Regions from separate parts of the Mus musculus genome. Here all the other regions are linked to region 2. The links are chromatin contacts, called in public HiChIP or PLAC-seq and promoter capture Hi-C maps. All regions are on one chromosome and are shown on one strand. Each heading gives the region's core, a stretch centred on a gene start, on an enhancer-like site or on the middle of the called end of the contact. The rest is flanking DNA. Distances are from core to core; before and after follow the strand shown.

Region 1 (2,992 bases), core at 106-2,605, 400 kb before region 2:
AAAGGGACGCCTCATTCTCAGGAGGCTACGGTGGGGTTCTCAGGGCCCCTCTTTGACCAAGACTAGATAGGAGCCTGTCCTCTTAACCTCCACTGTCCTAAAGCGAAGTCTCACTGGGGCTGGGTCAGGAAGGAAAGTGAGTCTTAGTCTTCACACCAAATATCTACCCCCACCCCTACACACACACACACACACACACACACACACACACACACACACACACACACACGCAGTGCACTCTGCTCTCCCGCCCCAACGGTCCTGTTGTAGCCTCCAGGGAGATTTTCAAAGTGGGGTGTGTCTTTTTATTATGTGTATGAAGTTGGTCTAACAGGAGGTGGGGGAGCTGAGCTACTGAAGTCAGGGTTCTGAGCAAGTCTGGAGAACTAGCACCCATTTCTTTCACTTTGCCTGGTCCAGGGGTGTGCTATGCCTTTTCCTCCCTCCCTTTCAAGGGGGCGTACCTTCCACCCAGGAAGAAGGAAGGGGAGTGAAGGGGACCCAGGATGGAACTGAGCCAATTTGCTCGAAAAAGTTTAGGAACAAATATGGCCATTCACTCCAGTGTTTAGGAGAAGCGTTACAGAGCCAGCCCTAAGCTGGAGGCGACTCATCCAGACACAGAGCATGTGGCTGGGGTGACCCTGGGCAACACGGAAGGAAGCTTCCAGGGTAGTAAGGCAAAGTGAACCCCAGCAGCCACACGGGGCTGTAATGGGATTTATCAGTGTCATCGTTTCCCAGATAGACCCAAAGCAATTAACGCATCGGGAACCGCTATCGTCAGTCACCAGTTGGACCAGAGGGTGATCCCCACTTCATCCCCCTGCCCAGGCCGCGCTGGGTCTCACCATCTCCTTGTGGCGCGAGATCCAGGTCTCGAACAGCAGATCGAGCCGCGCGCGGTGAAACTTTCTGGTGGTCTTGACGGCGATGAAGACGTCGCGAGGGGACAGAACTTCGGCGGGGGGACGCGGATGGCCGTCGCCCTGGCGAGAAGCGACCCCGGGCGGTGGATCCGCGTCTCTGCGCGCGCGGGTGAGTAGACTGAAGTACTCGGAGAGGCTATGCACCTCGCGGGTGAGGACTCCGGGATCCACAGCCGCCCTGGACCCTGAAGCCGGAGCTCCTCCAGAGGAGCCCGCCAGGCTACGCAGCGCGCGCCGTCCGCGCTCAGCGGGCATCGGAGTCGGTGGCGGGTCGGCCGTGAGCACCAGGAGACAAGCCAACAGCGCGCCCACCAGCGCCAGCAGCAGGCGCCGGCCGCACCGCTGGAGCATGGTGGCCGGCGGCCGCACGTAATATCTATCCCAGTGCCAACTGGTCCGGCTGCCCGAGGCTCCCGGTCCAGCTGCGCGCCTCTCGCTTCAGGAACTCTTAAACCTCCCCTGCCCGCCACGCCTCCACGCGCTAATTGGCTGCTAGCCTTGGGGCGTAACCTTTAGGGAGATCTCTCCTTCCCACGTGGGATACGGACAAGGGGCTGGGAACCACCCAGCTGGGGTACCCACGGCACCCGCCCCCTTTGTGCACGAGCCTGTCCCGCCTGCGCCGAGTCACCCTCCGGAGCTGCTCTGGGAGACACCCAGCCTGACCAACGCCCGCCACGGCTGCACGTGGAGGACGCGCCCCCGAAGCTGGGACCTGGGTGATAGGGCCAGTGCTCCTCCGCGGGCGACATCCTTGGCTTCTCGCTGTGCATTTCCTGTCCCCGAGCGGGTTTCCTTCCCTGGGGAACGGTGCTGACTGAGCCAAAGTGGTAGCCTGCAGTGTGTCCTGAGCGATTAATTTTGAGCTGCCCTTACTGATACTTATGTCTTAGGAGTGGACCTGAAGTTCAGGCAAAAGGGTATCAGTGACAAAATTCTACGTCCCTCCGTCGGTCCATCCTTCCCTCCTCCCCCAGGCAGGCCTGTCTTGGCATCATGTTCCTAAATGGGGAGGGTTGGTCCCCAAAAACCTCAGGCACCCCGTAGCGAGGAGACACTCAAGCAGCCTCTTTCCTCGAAGGATGAAAGGCTACCTTCTGTTCCATTTGGTTCCTCCGCACTCCTACCAGATGTGACCCAGCTGTGCGCCATCCCAGACCCGCCTCCCCGGCACACGGCCCCCTTCCCACGGGCGGGGGCCTTGCCTGCGCCTAGCACGAGCGGGGGCGGCAGGAATGTGCGCCTAATGGTAGGGTGAGAGGCTACGGGTCCGGAAATGGCCAAGGGTCCCCTGGAGTGGGAGCAGGGTCCGAGCCCGAGCCTGCTGCATCTTCCGGGAGCGCAGCTGGGGGCGGCTCTCCGCCTGGCTGCCCCTGGGTCTGGTTGGCTTCAGTTTCCGCGTCCCCCTTCAAAGGAAGTCTGAGCCCACCCTGCCACCACGGATAAACTGCTGTTCCTTCTGTCGCCGACTCCCTAGCGTTTATATTTTAGACCGGAGTATCATTTCTAATTATTTCTCTACTACACTCTTCTTAATGTCCGTCCCTCTCTTGGAGGTTAAAAGAAGGCATCAGGCTGGATCAGGTAAAGACTTACTGCAGGGGCTGGCCAGATGGTTCAGTGGGCAAACGCAACTGTCACCTAGGCAGATTTGAGTTTATTTCCCAGGACCCACATGGTCAGAAAGAACCAACAATATGTTGCCCTCTGACCTCCACACGTGCAACTTGGCCTGAGCAACACACATTTATACACACGCACGCACGCACGCACATACACATACGCACACCTGCTTTCAACAAAATTCTTTTCAAAATGAAGACAGACATGATAGCCCATGTAGCAGGCTTGGACGATTGCTGAACATTTAAAGGCAGCCTGAGTTACAGAGTGAATATCGGGTCAGCCCCTGCTGCCGTGTAAAAGAGCGCCTGAAATGTACCTCATCTGGCAAAGTTGGTAAAGTGTTTGCCTAGCATGTATGACGCCTCGGTTCATCTCTGCACCAAATATTCCTTGGCAAATAGTGAGTTTGAGTCCAGCCTGAGCTACATGAGACCCTA
Region 2 (2,702 bases), core at 189-2,688:
AAGAGAGAGAGAGAGCAGAGTGTTAAAATCCCCTGTGACTGTGTGTTCCTTAGAGATCTCCTGACGCTTACCAGGCTACTTCCTAAAGGACTGTCCATACTGCTCATGACCCAGGACAACCCATGTGTCCTTGATGACAGGCCATTTCTCGGCCATGGCAGGATTCAGTGCTTCCTCACCTTCCCATGGATGTCCTGTGTTGAGCGACTCAGTGAGTGTGATCTCCTAGGGCTTCCCGTGGTAACTGGAGGGGTGCTCCAAGGAGGGAGGGAATGAAGAAGGGGGTCCAACAGTGCCTGCATAGGAACAGTCTAGCCAGCCTCCCTTCCCGGCTGCTGTTCTGTCACTCATGATAGCTCCAGTCATCTCTAAACTTCTGGTCTCTCTCTCTCTCTCCTTCCCTCTCAGACTGAGGTTTCTCCCATCCCCTCGCATCTAATTTCTAAGAGTCTAAGCCCAGAGAAGAAGCTAGGTTGTATTTCAGAAGTATTTGGATGGGAGAGAGTATGGGAGTCAGCCTGAGAGTGATGTCCCTCTGAAAGTACTATGACCCAGTGAGCATCTCTGTGTCTGTCACTGGAACATGGGATGAAGACACTGCCCTCCTTAGGAGGGTGCTGCTCCTCCATGTGCTTACACTTTTGACTGATGCAGTGCTTCTCCGTGTAGCCCTGCCTGCCTTAGAACTCTCTGTGTAGAGGAGTTTGGCTGGCCCCAGTCTCACAGAGATCTGCCTGCTTCTGTCTCCCCAGGGCTGCATTAAAGATGTGCACCACCACCACCACCACCACCACCACCACCACCACCACCACCACCATCACCACCACCACCACCACCACCACCACCACCACCACCATCACCACCACCACCACCTGGCATGCTGGTTTTCTTATAAGGACATAGGGGGATTGAGGGTGATCTATCACAGCTGTCTGTCTTACCTTTATTTCTATCATTCATCTATGTACCTGTGTACCTATTATTTATGTTTCTGTCATGTATCCATCTGCTTATATATGATCTACTTCTCTCTATATATTTTTGCAGTGCTGGGGATAGTCTCAGAGCCTGTGTATGCCAGACTGCATCGAGGTGTGCTGCACCCCCAGTCTGCAGTGGATATTTTGCTTGGTTAGAATTCTTGCATATGAAGGAACTGTAATGGGGTCAGGCCAGCAGAACTTCTGATGGTGTTAGTGCATACCGGCTAGCCAAGCAGGAATGAGTTGGGTCATCAGTGGGTCAGTGTGTGAATGTATCTGTGTTTTATTCTCTTACTTGAGTTTCAAAAGAGAACTTTTCATGTAGGCTGGTGGTCAGTAGCCCTTCTCTGTGAAGGGCATGGAAGGTAAATGTGTTTGCTTGTCAGCCCACACATGTGCCATTAGAAAACAACCACAGAACAGTCAGTGCTGGGTTTGGCTGTGGTCCACCAGACTGTTTGCAAAGGGAGGGAAGGCTGTTTGCTGACGTTTAGGCTATAGGGAAGAGCAGGGGTTTTGGCTGAGATCTGGCCTAGCTCTGCCACAGTTGTGACTCTCCTAAGGGTCACGGTACCCAACTCTTATTCTCCATACATGTTAAGGCTAAAGTGACACGTGTTAGAGTGCCCCTTGTCACCTGACACACAGCTGTGTCAGCAATAGCTTCCTCACCTGCCTTTTAAAATATTGTTTTATTTTATTTTAATTACTTGTCTCTGTGGGTGTATAAGTGATGAATAAGTACAGGTGCCCATGGAGGCTAGAGGATAGTAGTGGAGAGCAGTGAAGGCCAGAGGGGGGCAGCGGAGGCCAGAGGGGGGCAGTGGAGGCCAGAGGAGGGCAGTGGAGGCCAGGAGAGGGCAGCGGAGGCCAGAGAAGGGCAGTGGAGGCCAGAGGAGGGCAGTGGAGGGCAGAGGAGGGCAGCGGAGGCCAGAGGAGGCCAGAGGAGGGCAGCGGAGGCCAGGGGAGGGCAGCGGAGGCCAGAGGAGAGCATGGAGGCCAGAGGAGAGAAGAGGAGGGCAGTGGAGGGCAGTGGAGGGCAGGGGAGACAGTGAGTGTGTCTTCTGGAAAGTTACAGGTAGCTGTGAGCAGTCTATCAGGGAACTTTAGGTTAACCCCTGCTTAGCCATTTCTAACATCTGTTCTTTTATATAGCCTGTTTCAGTGCCATAGAGAGTACCATTGACCTTTGAGTAAATAGCCAAGAGCTGTGCTTTGTAGCCATATCTTCTGTCTGAATTATCTGTTTACACCTTTTATCCCAAAAGTTGGGTGGAGGGCTTGCAAGGGGAGCTCTGCAAGGCTTGGATGGGTGATCTGCCCTCTGGTGTCTACATCTTCAGCAGAGACTCAGTGAGCGGCCTGTGGTAACCCATCAGTCAAATTGGATTATTCTTTATGGTTGGGGAGCAAATTGAAATTGTGAGAGGTGATTTTCCTTCTCACATTTCAAGGCCAGATAAGAATATTTACTTGTGGCCTCTGTGTATCTGGAAATGCAAATTGAATTTGGTGATTGGAATTGATGTGATGTGAGGAACGGCACTCATCAGAGTCAGTGTATGCCCAATGACTAGAGACCAGAAGGCTTCCTCACCAACCTCCTCAGCTGGGCCTTTGGTTGGTAACTTTTTAATCTCTGCTTTCCCTATTCTCTGGTTGTCTATACAGTTTGGCAGTTCTTTTGATTTTGGGATGTGTGTGCATGTGTGAGTGGGC
Region 3 (2,989 bases), core at 100-2,599, 270 kb after region 2:
CTCTTTCTCTCTCCATCTCTGTGTCTCTCTGTCTCTCTCCACCCACTCATTATCTACAGCTTACTACATATTCTTCTACTTTGTCTAGTAATAAAGTCAGTCATTCAAAACTGCAAGTATGGCCTGCGGTAAATGAGTCTCTGAACCATAAAATGCATGGAAAGGAAACAGTACGTCATATGATACAGTGATCTATTTTATATATTAAGTTAGCATGTTTGAAAATACACTAATAATGTGGTGACAGAGGCGAATTCCTTCCCACCCACACAATTATAAACTAATAAATATCATTGCTCAAAAATGAGGAATTTCTGATCTTAAAAATATACCATATGCTGAGTCTAGTGGAAGAGGCCTGTTAGCCTAGAGTTGAGAGACAGGAGACTCATAACTTCAGGAGCTACTTGGGCTACAGACTGAACACAAGGGTAACCTGGGCCAATAGTGAAATCTTGTCTCAAAATAAAAAGTGAAAAGATATAGCTCAGGGGTAGAGCCCCTGCCTAGAATCTCCCAGTGAGGGGCTGCTGTGTGGCTCAGGGGTAGAGCCCCTGCCTAGAATCCCCCAGTGAGGGGCTGGGGTGTGGCTCAGTGGTAGAGCCCCTGCCTAGAATCCCCCAGGGAGGGGCTGGGGTGTGGCTCAGTGGTAGAGCCCCTGCCTAGAATCCCCCAGTGAGGGGCTGGGGTGTGGCTCAGTGGTAGAGCATCTGCCTAGAATCCCCCAGGGAGGGGCTGGGGGCGTGGCTCAGTGGTAGAGCCCCTGCCTAGAATCCCCCAGTGAGGGGCTGCTGTGTGGCTCAGGGGTAGAGCCCCTGCCTAGAATCCCCCAGTGAGGGGCTGGGGTGTGGCTCAGTGGTAGAGCCCCTGCCTAGAATCCCCCAGGGAGGGGCTGGGGGCGTGGCTCAGTGGTAGAGCCCCTGCCTAGAATACCCCAGTGAGGGGCTGGGGGCGTGGCTCAGTGGTAGAGCCCCTGCTTAGAATCCCCCAGGGAGGGGCTGGGGTGTGGCTCAGTGGTAGAGCCCCTGCCTAGAATCCCCCAGGGAGGGGCTGGGGCGTGGCTCAGTGGTAGAGCCGCTGCCTAGAATCCCCCCAGGGAGGGGCTGGGGGCGTGGCTCAGTAGTAGAGCCCCTGCCTAGAATCCCCCAGTGAGGGGCTGGGGTGTGGCTCAGTGGTAGAGCGCTTCTCTAGGATGCATAAGGCTCCAGATTTAATCACCAGTGCGTAAATTAATAAGTTAATAAATTCTACACTAAGCATGATGGCACAGGCATGTAATCCCAGACTGGAGAGACAGACTGAAGACTCGTGCTTTTTATGGCCAGCTTGGGCTATCAAATCCTCCTAAATGAAAAGTCAAAACAAACAAAACACAGTCCACAGGTCACTGTTACTGTCCTCTCTGTCGTCCGAGGTGAATGTTCTTTCAGAATCCAGAAAGAAAATTACCAAACTGGTCAAGAAAGCACAAAAAGCTCAGCTGTAAAATGAAACTGATATCCGTAAAAGACATTCATTTCACAGATGAGGAAATACAAGTGGTCGTAAGCCCCGCCCCCGCTGTTCAGTTCCAGGTAAGTCTAGCCCTCGACTCGCAGTTCCAGGGTTACGTCAGGGGGACGAGGATGAATATTTGGTCAATCACCATGACACGCCCACTAGCTGGGCAAGCTTCCACCTGCTTGTCTGACAGTGGGAAGACAGTGCAAGGAGCACTCGTAGGTTCACTGCCTGGGGAGCACTCTGGCATGAAGTTGCCTGCAATGTATCTTTTGCCCGTGGAAGCCTTTGACAATCTTTAAATGGTGCGCTTGACATGACGGACTCGGGCCACCTTGAAGGGCTACAGATCTTGTCTTTAGAGTCAAATGTATTGCAAGAGTCTTGCCTGTAATATATCTTCTGCCCGTGGAAGCCTTTGACAAACTTTAAATGTGTGACATGTATCTTATAAAAGGAATCCTCACAGTCCAACTGCACAGCCCCTATCGGCTCTTACAATAGACTCTTCTCTTGCAATGGAGACTAAGGAGTGCCACACACAGCAGATAATGGATCTTCACAGGGAATCCTCACCCGTGATTTAAACTCGGGGAGGGGGAGGGGGATGCATGCCATGATTTCCAGTGTGTGTGGGACCTGCTTGGTGAGTTTGAGGCCAGTAAGACTCTGTCTCCAGACACAGGGGACAGGGTGAGGGACACAGTTGAAGTCAACCTCTGCCTTCCATACTCATACCCACAAATGAACACAGGAATGATGTACATAAAGCCAAACCAAACTAAATATATTAATATCAGGTTTTGAGTTTTCATTTTGTCTTGAGACAGGGTCTTACTATGTTGCCCAGGGAGTCCTGGAACTTGCTATGTAGACTAGGCTGCCTCAAACTCCCAGAGATCCACCTGCCTCTGTACCCCAAGTGCTAGGATTAAAGGTGTGTACTCTGCTGGGCTTATATTAATATAACTTTAAAGGCTAGGCTAAAGAAAAGCATCCACACTAATTGGTAATATTTTATCCTTTTGAGAGGTCTCACTCTGGAACCCAGACTGGTTTGGCATGCCTTGGTCCTCCTGCCTCAGTCATCCAGGTGTTGGGATTTCAGTGTTGTATGGCCCGAGAAGACACAAACGCTTTGTGTGTTGTTGGAAGCTTTCTGTGTGGTAGCAATGCCGGGGACCCCTCACCCCACCTCCTCAGGCTCTCCTCCTCAGGCAGCTCCTCACCCGCCAGGAAGCCAATGGCGCTAATATGCTCCTGGAGGCTTGAGGCAAGTCTCCCTCTGAGGGTGCCACTGCAGAAGAAGACAAAAATCGCTGCAGAAGGGAGGCAGGACAATTGAGAAGGCATTAACCTGATGAATTGTGTGTGCGCGAGCTGTACATTTGAGAAGTGCTTATTAGAGAGACACGAAAATGAGGCTGGAATTTTGCTTGTTTGTCTGAGACGAAGCTAAGTTTCCCTTGGTCTTTAATGGGCTACAAAA

The links. Promoter capture Hi-C pulls out the DNA fragments that hold promoters and counts their contacts. HiChIP or PLAC-seq counts read pairs in DNA pulled down with a chosen protein or histone mark.
Region 1: an HNF4G HiChIP or PLAC-seq map of pancreatic cancer cells shows a contact between it and region 2. The contact joins the promoter of Lfng here to the enhancer-like site in region 2. A contact is called at or near these places in 1 of 484 Hi-C or Micro-C datasets (the G1E-ER4 cell line) and 4 of 115 datasets of contacts at active chromatin or transcription factors (memory CD8 T cells, microglia, pancreatic cancer cells and 1 more).
Region 3: a contact with region 2 is called in a promoter capture Hi-C map of liver, with 2.0 times the contacts expected there. The contact joins two enhancer-like sites. A contact is called at or near these places in 3 of 39 promoter capture datasets (the C10 cell line, cranial neural crest and liver), 3 of 115 datasets of contacts at active chromatin or transcription factors (SST interneurons, embryonic stem cells and large pre-B cells) and 1 of 9 other capture datasets (embryonic stem cells).

What each region holds. Positions count from the first base shown.
Region 1 is chr5:140,605,704-140,608,695 of GRCm38.p6, reverse strand. Lfng (LFNG O-fucosylpeptide 3-beta-N-acetylglucosaminyltransferase) reads right to left here and starts at 1,355. Exons shown (of 8, transcript NM_008494.3): 1 at 852-1,355. The coding sequence starts at 1,280.
Region 2 is chr5:140,203,402-140,206,103 of GRCm38.p6, reverse strand. The region is part of intron 10 of Mad1l1 (MAD1 mitotic arrest deficient 1-like 1); the gene reads left to right. Among named protein-coding and RNA genes, the nearest start is that of Gm16120, 3.3 kb to the left of the region's middle. Within about 2 kb of position 1,438, at least 23 of the 459 cell types and tissues checked have an H3K27ac peak or open chromatin away from gene starts, as enhancers often do. A contact at or near this core is called in liver and pancreatic cancer cells, where this site is marked.
Region 3 is chr5:139,935,266-139,938,254 of GRCm38.p6, reverse strand. The region is part of intron 1 of Elfn1 (leucine rich repeat and fibronectin type III, extracellular 1); the gene reads right to left. Among named protein-coding and RNA genes, the nearest start is that of Elfn1, 29 kb to the right of the region's middle. Within about 2 kb of position 1,349, at least 3 of the 459 cell types and tissues checked have an H3K27ac peak or open chromatin away from gene starts, as enhancers often do. A contact at or near this core is called in liver, where this site is marked.